Regions from separate parts of the Sus scrofa genome. Here region 2 is linked to region 1. A link is a contact called in public Hi-C data. All regions are on one chromosome and are shown on one strand. Each heading gives the region's core, a stretch centred on a gene start, on an enhancer-like site or on the middle of the called end of the contact. The rest is flanking DNA. Distances are from core to core; before and after follow the strand shown.

Region 1 (6,039 bases), core at 2,411-4,910:
CTACCCTTGGTGCCTGCCTCAAGTTTGTTCTGCTTCGGGTGTCAGAATTTAAGGTCTGGACCCATCAGAACAGTGTTTTGGGACCCTGACCGAGGACGCTTGGTCCATCTCACTTGTTTCTGTCCACACAGCCTGTGTTGGCCATCTTGGCAGGGATCTCCTTCATGAGCTTTTGATGAAGGCTAACTAAAATCTCTAGGCTCTTTTTTTACATTATGTCTATTCGTCTAGCCCCTCCCTGACTCAGCAAGAATCGTAAAGGTTTGGGGGTTTTGTTTTGTCTTTGTTTTTAGCATCTTGAGATTAAAGCAGCTGTAGATCTGTGAACAGCAAAGAATGCAACCCGTGCTCGATTTCACAAACCAGTAAATATAGGTAAAGTTCTCTCACCAACTCTGGAAGTACAGAAAAACCCACTGAGCCTCTAACTTTCTTGCTTCTGCCCTCTTTTTGATGCCTGTGTCCTTTTCACAGAGTCTTTCTGTAGCTTACTCTCCCTCGGTGTTCCGTCCCTCTCCCCTCCTTCCTTCCTGGCTCTCATTCCATTGCCCCGTTTCTCCCTTCCAGTTAGTAGTGTATGGAATTAACATTACTCCTTAGCATTTCCTGCACTTCCATCCCCAGTACTTTTACCTTCATTTCCAGACTATGGCAAGCTGCACATCACATTTCTCTAAGGCAGAAAGAGATGAAATTGCTTCTTATGTGTGACCCTTGGCTAATTTGTTTTGTGGTCTTGGATAGAGAAAAAAAACTTACAGCCCTCAGCCTTAGGTTCTTTTGCATGATTGGTTCACATTTCTGCCCAAATCAGCGGTTTCCAGTTGGTGGTTGGACACAAGGGCCTCAGCACCGCGGTGTTTGCTCTGCTTCTGTCATTGCCAATGCTGCTGTCATTTTGGTAGAGGTGGCAGGGAAGGAGGCCAAGGTCGAGGGTTTCTTCTCTGAGCCACTTAGCCTTTCCCCGCCTCTTCTGCCCTCCCAGCCCTCCTGGGCAGTGTGGGGAGGCAGGCAGGAAGGCGGGAGGGCTGGGGTCAGGCCCGGGGCTCTTTTCCTAACAGCTGTGTTCTTTTTCCTCTTTTGTTTCCTCTTGCTTCAAGGAGTTCACCGTGGAGAGGCCTGTCATGCTGGGGTGTAGACCCCAAGTTAGGAGGATTAAGACTGGCCCCAGGTTAGGTTCTACATTGGGCTAAACTGTGTGACCTTGGGTGAGGAGCTGGATTGAATCCAGTGGTTCCCCAGAGGTGGCGATGATGGTGTCCTTTAGTTTCTGAAGCACATTTCTATAGCCAGCTGGAAATTCGGCAGAGGCCCGTACTAGCCTGCCAGAAGTGTCCTGTCCTGAATCTGAATGGCCTGGTGTCTTTTTAAATGGGCTATGTTGCTAGGCTGGGAAGGGGCTGTGATCTGCTGGCTCATGATCGCTACATGGTGATGCCACGGAAATTAATTAACTTTTGTTGTGCAAACCATTCTTCCACTTGGTCCATGGGGAGTGGATGGCTGTCTCCATCCACACCAGACCCACCACAGAAACTCTGAGCTATGTCCCCTTTTCACACCTTGCTGACTCGACTCCGGTAGGATTTCCACAAGTGGTCCCAGCCCAGCTGGGCTTAAATCCCTGAAATTAATTTCAGGAGTCAAAATCAGCCAAAAATCAGGCAGCTGAGACAGAGGGCCAGGAAGCCATTTTCGCATCTTTTTGTGTATTTTCCCAAGAGTAGAGTTGGGGTGCTTTGCTTCAAAAATGAATAAGGGGTCAGAGCCATTGCTCTCCCCAACTCCATCCTTTCTTCTAGGGTGAGTGAGCTGGTTCAGTTTGACCACTTAGCCAGCCCCTCTGGGCAGGGCACCAGAAGGGGATACCAAGATCTCAGACCTTACCAAGGCCGTGTCTGGGGGAGAGACTGTGAGGAAAGACTGACAGGTGTCTTGTGGCCAAGCAGCAGCTCTCTGGGTGCCCTGGTGGGGGACAGGGTGTGTTCCCTGGGGAGGGATGGGAGGAGTGGAATTCCACTTGGCTTTGGGTTCAAGGAAGTGAGGCCTGGGGAAGCACTTCATAAACGATTAACACAGGGAGGAAATGCCAGGTGGTGTGAAGTGTGTGCTGCCAGTCACGGGCAAAGGGGTGGTGCAGGAACAGGCTTGAAAAGAGACATGGGGATTTAGTCAGGGGGCATTGATGGTCAGGGGGCTGGGAGTCCTCCTCTGGATTTGGCGCCTGATCCCCATGCCGTTTAAAGGCTTTTGGACAGAGAGCGACTAGACATGATGTGATGTGATCGAAGCAGTGTTTTAGGAAGGTGGCCCAGGATGTACCCTCTCCGCTCTCTGGGCCTTCCTCATCAAGCTCCTTGGGGCTCTTCTGTTGTGTGGGGCCAATGCGGTGGCTCCTAGATCATCGTGGGTGGTGTGGGTCTTTTTATGAACCACAGGATCATAGAGCAGTCATTAGGACCCCATGAGTCCACGTGCCTACTCCCTGCTGTCCTGTAGGGTGATAGGCATCACATGGGGCAAGGCCAGATGCCCATATTTGAAACCAGCACCTTGAGCACAGGGGGCTGTTTTTATGATCCTGGTGTGTTTTAAGAGACTACATGATTGACTTTCGCATTTCGGTAATTATCCGGGATAATTGCCCAGCGTCCTAGATTTCCTTTCTAGCATCCTTCAACCATGACTCCTGGGCTCCTCTGGCCTCTGAAGTCCCCCACCTTCTGTTGAGGAACATAACTGAGTTTGGATGTGGGACGGGACTAAAAGTGGATGGGCCCAGTGAATTTTGGAACTAAAAGGGATCTCGTGTCTGTGCTCCATTGTTTAGTGTGTGGATTAGAGGACTGCAGAAGCCCAGAGAGTGGATGTTACTTCCCCCAGGGCACACTGCAAGTCAGTGGCAAAGTGGGGCCCAGAGTCCAGGTCGTTAGACTGCCTGATGAGCATCCTTTGCACCACACCTCCATGTTTCTTGTCCCCCTTTCCCCGGCCACCGTTCAGACACCACCTGCTGGTAACTGTGCCTTCACTGGACTCTGCTTCCACCTCCTGCTTCTTCACGCCTTCCATTACCTGCTGAAGGTAGCACAGGACAGCCACTTAGAAGCAGCCTGCTTCACTTGATCATGTCATTCATGCACCAGTTCCAGAACCCTCATCTCTTCCTGTCCCCGTTGCACTTCCTTTCCCCCAGACAGCCTTCTGGGCCTATTCTCTGCTGCTCTGGGAATCTTTTACCTGCTCTTAAATCAGGCAGGGCTAGGGCAGGAGCTGGGCAATCAGGGAAGGCTTCCTGGAGGTGGAACTGCCAAGTGTCTGAAGTAGAATAGAATCTAGACTGGCTGGAAGAGAGGAACGAGGTTTGAGGGGAGGAGAGCAAAGGCATGACATGAGGGAGGGGCCCAAGCTCTGCCAGGCTCACTGGCTAAACAGGCCCATCTGACAAGCCCAAAGCCCAGGTCCGACAGCAATTGCACCAGTTCTTGAGTTACTGAGTCTGTTCTACTGGCCAGATGAAGCATCTGCAGTGGAACCAGCTCCTCTGTCTTGGTGAGGCAGAAACCAAGTCCTCCTCAAGCTTGGGGGAGGAGGTAGGAAGCCGGTTCCAGGCAGCGAGGGAGCCAGTCACAGGGTTTATGTTAATACGGGCCCTCCCCCAGCCGGCGCTTAGCCTATTACCCGGGCCCTGCCGACAGCTTAATTACCGCTGCAGCGAGCCTCGGCCTGCCCTCCACGGTTCCCTAAAATAATAAGGATGGCGTCACCGACTTCCCGCGGCCATGTGCTCCCACCCGTGCCTTCATAGCTCTATTGTGGGAAACAAACAAAATCCAGAGATCCAGATGCTTTTTTCTTGGAGATTTTTTTTGGGGAGCAGGGTTAAAGTAAGGTGGGACCCTGCCCCGTAGTTAAGATTTCAAAAGATCTCTAATAGGTATGGAGACCTGAGTCTTAGCTCCACTGAGGTTGCAGAATAACCTCCTGTTAGCAGAAACGAAAAAGCTGTGTGGTTGATTCTGTGGTCCTCCACCGGGGACTGTGATTTCTGATTAGAGCAGTGGTGTGGTGCTGTGCAGTGTGGTGTAGCAGAGAATCACCTATCTCGGGGTTCCTGGGCTCTAGGCCAACTCTGGACCTTGTTTCTTCCTCTAGCAAAAGAGAGCTGAACTAGACCAGCAATTTGCACACTGTGGGTCACACTTGTTAAAAAATCATCTTTTTTAATGTAATAGAAAAAAGTAATTGTAACAGGGCTAAGTTTTGTTTCAGTGTGTATGCCTGTTTACATGCAAAAATGTGCTTACTGAGCCAAGGTGTAAATGTATTTATTTTTTTGACTGTGGGCTATGGTCAGAGAGCCACTGACCTAGATGATCCCGAAGGCCTTTCTAGCTTTCATAATGTCCAGATTTTCTCCCAGACTTGTTCCCTATGGAACCTGACAGGATTTTTCAGTTTTGCCACACTGACTCCTAAGCAAAACTAGAGATTGTATGGTTAAAACTACAAAACCACAAGCATCTATCCCTCCTATCGAACACCTGGGAGGAAGCCCATCTCCCCCTGCATTGGTGTCTCAGACAGTTTGGCCTTCAAGCTAGAAATGGGATCTGCAACAGGGGATGGCCCATTTAAAAACTGACCTATTTAAAACCCATGAGCACTGAAAAAACACGGGGTCAATCTGATTTAAGTTGTCTTCTTTTGCGAAGCTGGGACCTGAAAGCTAAATTGGTCGGGGACTGACAAGGTTGAAACCAAAGTTACAAATATTTATTGCATTCTTGTTCAGTGAAAGAAAAGATCAAGCCTCAAGTTTAGTGGAAAAAACTACACAAAAGGAGGTGTGGGTGTAAAGTCCAGCAGGGTGCATTCTGGGCACACCATCTTCACTCTCCAGAATGTGGAGAGGCCTTCATTCCATGAAGAAGCTCTGCAGACAGCGGAGGTGACTCAGAGCTGTGGGCCTGCCTTGGTTCCCATTCTTGTGCCTTGACTGCAGACGCAGCAGTGAAGGTGGCTGTGCATTGAGAAGGCAGGTGGCTTTTTCCAAGGTGGGGGTGCTCTAAGTGCACTGTTTAATTTAATCCAACCCCAGGTGATGGGCACTATGGTCATTGGAGGAAGCGGAAGCTTCAGAGGTGAGATGAGCTTGCAGTGGGGAATTTGGGCTTGAGCCAGATCTGTCTGACTCCAGAGCCTGCCTTCTGTCCACCTCTCCACCTTGCCTCAGCAAGTGCTGGAAAAATAAAAAGCAGTCTTCTCTTCAGTTTCCTTCTCTCTGGTGCTGGTCTTCCGAGGGCTCTGCTTTAGGCCCATGCTGTCCATTTAAATCGGGGCTAGCGTCACGGGCATGTGACCTGTGCAGTCACACAGGCCCACACCTAGCGGGTCCCTCCCTGCTCTTGGGTTTAACATGCTACTGTCCCTGTCTTGGAATTCTTTATCGTCCTTGAGCAGGTGGTCTCACATTTGCATTTTGCACTGGGCCCTGCAAGTTACCTGTCCAACTCTGGCTTTGCTGTAAGGCACCCCTTTTCTTGGTCTTTCTGGGGCCCTCCTATCTGCCCGGAACGTTCCCATCCTCCCCAGGTAGAGGCATGTGAAGCACACCCCCCACCCCAGCCTTGGGCCTGCTATCTGGCACACTGGACTGTAGTTGTTTACCAGCTGTCTGTCTCTTTCTTGCCTGCCACCACCCCACTTGCTGGCAAGGACCCCAACTGTGGCTCACCGTCACCTCTGTGTCTCCCCTCAGCTGCTCAGATGGACAGTGTCACAGGAGCTCACTGTGTGAAGAGAGGGGTTTCTCACACACGAGACCTGTGTGCAGAGAGCACTGGGTCAGGTCAAGAGGAGGACGCACTGCTGACCTGCCTCCTTATGGGATTATGCTTGTCTCAGGGACACAGAACACACCAGAAGTAGTAGTTGTTTTTGTTTGTAAAAAAGGGAGGGCTTGTTCAACCTGTTTTGGACCAGTTGCACTGAAAGTTTCACTGGTGGTTTGTCTCCCTCTGTATGCTGGGCACCTAA
Region 2 (6,039 bases), core at 2,565-5,064, 120 kb before region 1:
CACCCTTGTACTGGGATCTTCCTATTTGGCTCTCCACAGTCATAAAGCTAATGCATGTTCCATCATTTAACAACTATAGTTGCCTTTGTTTTGACTGACTTTGCAGTTTATATCTTACTGGTGCTGCAAAAGGCTAAGTTTGAAGTGGTCAGTTAATGAAGTTTCTGTAACCTATTCTTTTAACATGCTGAAGATGATCTTTCAGGCCTAGAAATCTTTTTACTTTATTGTTTTTAAAGTAAAAACAGGCAAAAATATTCATCAAACTTGATCACAAATGACTTTATTTCAATGCTTGAGTCCTGTCATAAATAATTACTTATGGATTCCCCAGATCATGCCACTGGGTGGAGGGCAACTTATGGTGCTTCATGAAAAACACCATCATTCTCTTTTACTACTATCTGTTTTAGAACAAAACCACCACAAGACATGAGGTTGGTTGTCAATAACACAGTGTATTGATTTTTTAGTTATTTAACTCACATGGGGTACAGTTTCAGCAGGACCACACACTCTCCGAGCCTCTTCTTTCATTACATATTCAAAAGTCTGTATCACTCAACTACCTCGACTTTCAGCTCTGGGATCCCAAATCGAGGGCTTCTGGGTTTATATCACCCAGGTGTGGCAGCAGCCTCGGGTGATCTTCAGAAAGCTGAATCTCTGCTGGGTTCTTTAAAAATTGCAAAATTTCTACATTCATCTTGTATTTAGTTGTAAAACACTCTGCTGTGACTTCCATAAAGGCCATTACCTAATAGCATGTATTGTTGCTGTCGTCATATAAATGCATCCAATAAATTAGAGAGAGGTTGGCAGTTTAGGGGAGAGGACAGCAGTGTATGGAGCTGAATGATCCTAGTCTAAGTGCCTGTTTCAGCATGAAGGAGAAATAGATGATTTCTGTTTCTCTCCAGAAAAGACTCCTTGACTCAGCCAGTGAGAAACCAGCCATCCTGTAAGTTCAGAGTGTGTTATTTTCTGAAGGGTGTAGGTAGAGTTTGCCTGGACTGTCCCAGTTTTAGCCATGAAAGTCCTGTATCTAGGAGAACCCCTTAGTTCCTGGAAAACTCTGAGGATGGGTCACCCTTGCAGTGCAAACAGGCACAGCTACACATCTATTACTTTGTCATTCTGCAGAAATAACAAGATAGTTACTAAAAATTGTGACACATTTTAACATTTACATGTAAGAAAATAACCTATTTTAAACACCCCAAATGTACTATTCATTGTGCTTGTGCTAGGCACAAGATAATTTCAGAATTTTAAACAATATTAATGTACGGGTAGTGTCCAGTAATGACACAAGTTAAAAATTGTAAGGTGAATATCTTCATTCTTGTTGGTCTATCTCTGTGACCACAAGAATAGCCTCATAGAGAGGACATGTTTAAGTCCTAAATGTGAAACCCTCTGTGGATATGAGGCCTGGGCCATGACAGGCTGATGGGTGGGATGGGGTGGGGTGGGGGTGAGTCAGTGGTTATCTCACCATTAAAGTGGCAAAATGTAAGAGACTTGGGAGGCAGGATTACCAAGGATGAAGTAAGCAGGCAATAAGAGAACACTAAAGGTCATTTAAAAATAATAATAAAAAGTAACTGAGTCACCATGCTGTACAGTAGAAAAGTGACGGAACACTGTAAACTAGCTATATTGGAAAAAAATAAAAATCATTATATATATTTAAAAGAAGCTGATCTGCTTTTTTGTTATCACTACTCCTGACAGATCGAAAAAGTGTCAATGATAAAATACTCTTCCCTGAAAAAAAAAAAATGTTATGGGTCTACCTTCTAAACAATACTTGTGATTATTGAGCTTTTTAAGAATATATCTAAGCTTTGAATTAGCACAGTTGTTTATCACTTATACTTTAGTATACTTTAGTGGGCATCATGCTTTACGTGGAAGCTAGTTTGCAGAACTCCCAGTTATACAGTTGACCCTAACACACTCAGCTATACACTTTTGTTTTGAGATTAAGTTCAAACCATTCAGGATCATACCAGCTCTCTTTAGTGTAGTGTGTGCTTCCAGAGCTTGTGATACAATTTTAGGTGCATTTAGACGGTAATTTTGACATAAGAAATTATGGCACACTGTTGTAAAGATGAAGAAGCAGAGCCTGGATTACCTCAGTTCCATCACTCTTTGTGACCTCTTGGATTTTTCACTTGTATTTGAAATTGCAAACAAATAGTGTGCCAGTTGTGAGACATATTTTTTATTGGTAAGTGTAAATTTTAGCTCACATGTGAAATATATTTAAAGTTTATGTCAATTTTTAAAAAATAGTCATTATAAAACTAAACAAATCAATAAAATTATTATTACAGAAAATAATCTTGTAGAGATTAGAGAATAAATGATGTTACATTAGTATTTGCATGTATCTGCTTTAATGTTAACTTTTTCTTCTGTTATGTTTGTCTTTTGTTTATAGGTCAAGTGGTCTGCCAAAGATCACACAGTTAGAAACTAAATGCACAGAAACTTCTGACTCTGATGTCAGTACTTTCCACAACCTTGCAATCATCTTTCACCATCTGTTCCTGTATACTTTTAAAGTATAATTCAAGGTCTAAAAAAATTGAGGTCTAGAAGTTCAGCTGCAAAAGAAGCTATTGTTTAAAAGGAAAAATGTCTTTCGTGTGCAAAATTTTATTTTGCACAAAAGTAGCCATGATTCTCCCAAATGTTTTCTTTTTTTCCAAATGTAAATTAATGCCTGTGAGACCTTCTAGACAGCATCCCTATAAACTGGAGGCCCCTCTGGAATGGTCTTCAGTGAGCACATAGAAGAGCTTGTTAGAAGCTAGAGCAGAATCAGGACAATTCGGGGTTTAGTACCCCATCCCTATAGGCTCAAGGGTAAGATGAGACCCACACAGGGCTCTAAGAGTTAACTGCAGTGTTTGGGAGAGACCCATAGCAGACACTTGAAGATGTATTGTATTGCGTGTCTGCGTGGTCAATTCCATCCCATCGTAAATAGACCCTCAGCATTGTCACAGAGTGTTCCATTATGCTGTTAATGACAGTATCAGGTGGAGATATTTTATATACCAATGAAGGCATAGGTTGTTTCAAACCTTTCCATTTTCTTCCCAGTCTAACTCAACCCTTAAGTGATGAGTCATACCAATACTATGAAGTACATGTTACCACTCTCTGCTTCCAAGGACAGGCATTTATGGGTTTTTCCTCCCACATGGGGAGGGAACATAAAAATACAATGTCAACACAAACACTTGATATTTATTATGAAAGCATGGTGAACCAAGGTGCATGTTTAACTTTAGCTTTAATTTAATTTAGACATTCCAGTCTAGCTAGCATGGGCCCTCCACAAACAGTTCCGAACATTTTCTGCTCTTAACCTTTGAAGAGGCTGTATAACTGAGCCTGAACAATTTGGCTTGTTTGTTTACTAATTTGTAAAAGAATGAACTCAAAATGTCAGATGTGTGAAAAGTGAAATATTTTAATAACGTATTAATAATTGAATGGATAACACAACTCTGCCATCTTCACTGGATTATTTTTCAACTCAATCCTAGCACCTGTGCTCAATTCTGACATGCAGGAAAGGCTGTGGAAAGCTCAGAGAAACTTGGCGTATGTTCTTGCTTTGGCATCATTTAGTATATTTAAACCCAGTGGTGTACCCTGAGGCAGACAATGTTTTCGCCACGGGGTTTTAAATATATTAAAAGACATATTCCAGCAGCATACCAGAATGCAGCCCTGCTGGGCTGTCCCTGGATTTCGCAGCGTCTCTGGAATGTCTGGGCAGCCTATTCTGGCGCTGTCCTTGGGCAGGCAGCCCTCCTTTCCCCTCCTCCCATGACAGAATTCACATTCTCTTTACTTCATATGGTCCATTAGTTCAGTAGACACATTGGCTGTTATTTATTTTCTCTGTTTGTGAGTTGACTTTTTTTTTTTTAATTTTTGAACTTCCCTTTAGGAGTGTATTTTAAAACCAGAATCAGTCAGGATTTCTCCTTTAGCAATTTAAGAAACTGACTCTCCTATTTTTAGAATAGTGCATGCAAACAGAAATCAAAATGTATTGCTACCAGGGAAAATTAAATGATATTAACTTACAAAATGTGAAATGGGCAAAATATTCATGAATAGAAAGTAGAAGTGAGCCAATCCCTTGTTTGTTTTTCCAAAATATAAGGGAGGAAAAAGCTAGCCTCCATTTTTACCTCAAAGAAATAACAAAATAGAGCAAAACAGATCCAGACTGAAGCAATTCAAGTCCTGGCAAAACTGTTCTCTCTAGATCAGCAATAAGGTAGGAACATGAGGTCTTGATGACATTATAACTTCACTTACTAATAATTACATGAAAATAGGAATTATTCAATATAGTATTCAAGTCACAGGTTTTTTTATTTGGGGGAAAAATACACTAGATCCTCTTTTCATACCTTATGCCAAAAAATGTGTAGTTAGATCAAGGAGTTAAATACCTAAGCATCAAGCCATCAATGAAAAAATAGAGTTGCATATATCGGGTTCTATTCATCAAGCAGAATATCCCTTCTAAATGAGGAATAACTTTAATAATTTAATAATTTTAAGAGCAATGATGGAAAGTAGCAGCATGTTTAACAACATTAAAATGTTTAAACTTTCTATGAGACTATAAACAAAAGCAAAAGACCAAGTAGAAGCTGGAAAAAGATTGCAACAAATATGGTAAGTGGTAAATATCCTAACCAAATAAAGGCCTCATATCAAACAGATCAATAGGCAAAAAATATAAACACATAACTCTAAAAAGAAGGAATAGCTAATTGACAGGCAAAAATACATTTTGCCTCAACTGTCTGCAATTTAATATAATAACCAATGCTATTTTGCCTAATTCAAGTAGTGTACATTATTTTAAATTAATGATTATAAGCAATTCTGGTCAAGACACAGCAAGATATTCATGATGGTGAGTGTGTAAAATTTTAATTTTCTAGAACTAGTTCCATCATACATAATCTGAAAAGTGGTGGTATTCTTTATTTAACATGATTGTATCCTTGTGATGTTGTTTAATGTAGATCCACTGGTTAATCAGATCCAGGTTCAGATTTTTTCCTGTTTAGTCAAGGGCACTGCCTATGTGCTGCTGTGCACTGCATTGTGTATCACTTCAAGAGGCACCGCATCTTTGGCTGTCTCATTCTTAGGAATGCCAAGTACCAGGGAGTAAACCACTTCTTTACACGGGGGATGTAACTCTGTTTCTTTTTGATAAATATAAAATAATCAAAATCATATTAAAAGTATCTTAGAAAGAAACCACAAAGTAAGTTCTATTGGTAAAATATGGGAGTGTTTTTCCTAATGTATGTTGTTAAAAAAACACTATTTTTAATGTTGAGCATGGGGTTGGTCATACATGCTTTTTGAATACTTCAACTTGCAAAGTGGTTGATTAAAATTTGGTACAATGAGAATGCCACCCAGAGAAGTCTTCTTTCAACATTCTACACCACATGGAAGAACCATCATCAAGATGGGTGAAGCCAAGACGCTTCTAAAAGCAGTACTAAATGTATTGGATTTTGATCTGTTTATCAGGCCAGGAATTTTCCAATTCCAAAATCTTCCACTCAGACTATGCATGTATTCTGTTTAGCCTCATTTACTCTCTGTAGTGGGAGTTCTGGCTCCTAGATAACCCTCTCCAATCTTTGTACTACATGAAAAAGCTCTTTGGCTCTGCTTAGAGTTGCTGAATGGGACACATCCGTACATGAATATGTAAGGTTTTAATAGATTCCATTTCTGGGAAAAGGGCACTATCCCTCATCATATTGTAAGCTCCATGGTCTTAGGCATGATTTTAAAAGTGTTAATAAAGATGCATGTATATACAGATGGCCGAGAAACACATGGAAAGATGTTCAACATCACTCATTATTAGAGAGATGCAAATCAAAACCACTATGAGGTACCACCTTACACCAGCCAGAATGGCCATCATCAAAAAGTCTACAAACAATAAGTGCTGGAGAG

Evidence for each region. Hi-C and Micro-C count contacts between places; a contact is called where the count stands out from the background.
Region 2: a Hi-C map of embryonic fibroblasts shows a contact between it and region 1, with 2.4 times the contacts expected there. The contact joins two enhancer-like sites. A contact is called at or near these places in 18 of 47 Hi-C or Micro-C datasets (alveolar macrophages, embryonic fibroblasts, fetal heart ventricle and 10 more) and 2 of 2 datasets of contacts at active chromatin or transcription factors (alveolar macrophages and skeletal muscle).

Annotation. Positions count from the first base shown.
Region 1 is chr1:166,676,457-166,682,495 of Sscrofa11.1, reverse strand. The region is part of intron 1 of ANP32A (acidic leucine-rich nuclear phosphoprotein 32 family member A); the gene reads left to right. Among named protein-coding and RNA genes, the nearest start is that of ANP32A, 24 kb to the left of the region's middle. Within about 2 kb of position 3,660, at least 53 of the 83 cell types and tissues checked have an H3K27ac peak or open chromatin away from gene starts, as enhancers often do. A contact at or near this core is called in embryonic fibroblasts, where this site is marked.
Region 2 is chr1:166,795,851-166,801,889 of Sscrofa11.1, reverse strand. No RefSeq gene overlaps it. Among named protein-coding and RNA genes, the nearest start is that of SPESP1, 19 kb to the left of the region's middle. Within about 2 kb of position 3,814, at least 8 of the 83 cell types and tissues checked have an H3K27ac peak or open chromatin away from gene starts, as enhancers often do. A contact at or near this core is called in embryonic fibroblasts, where this site is marked.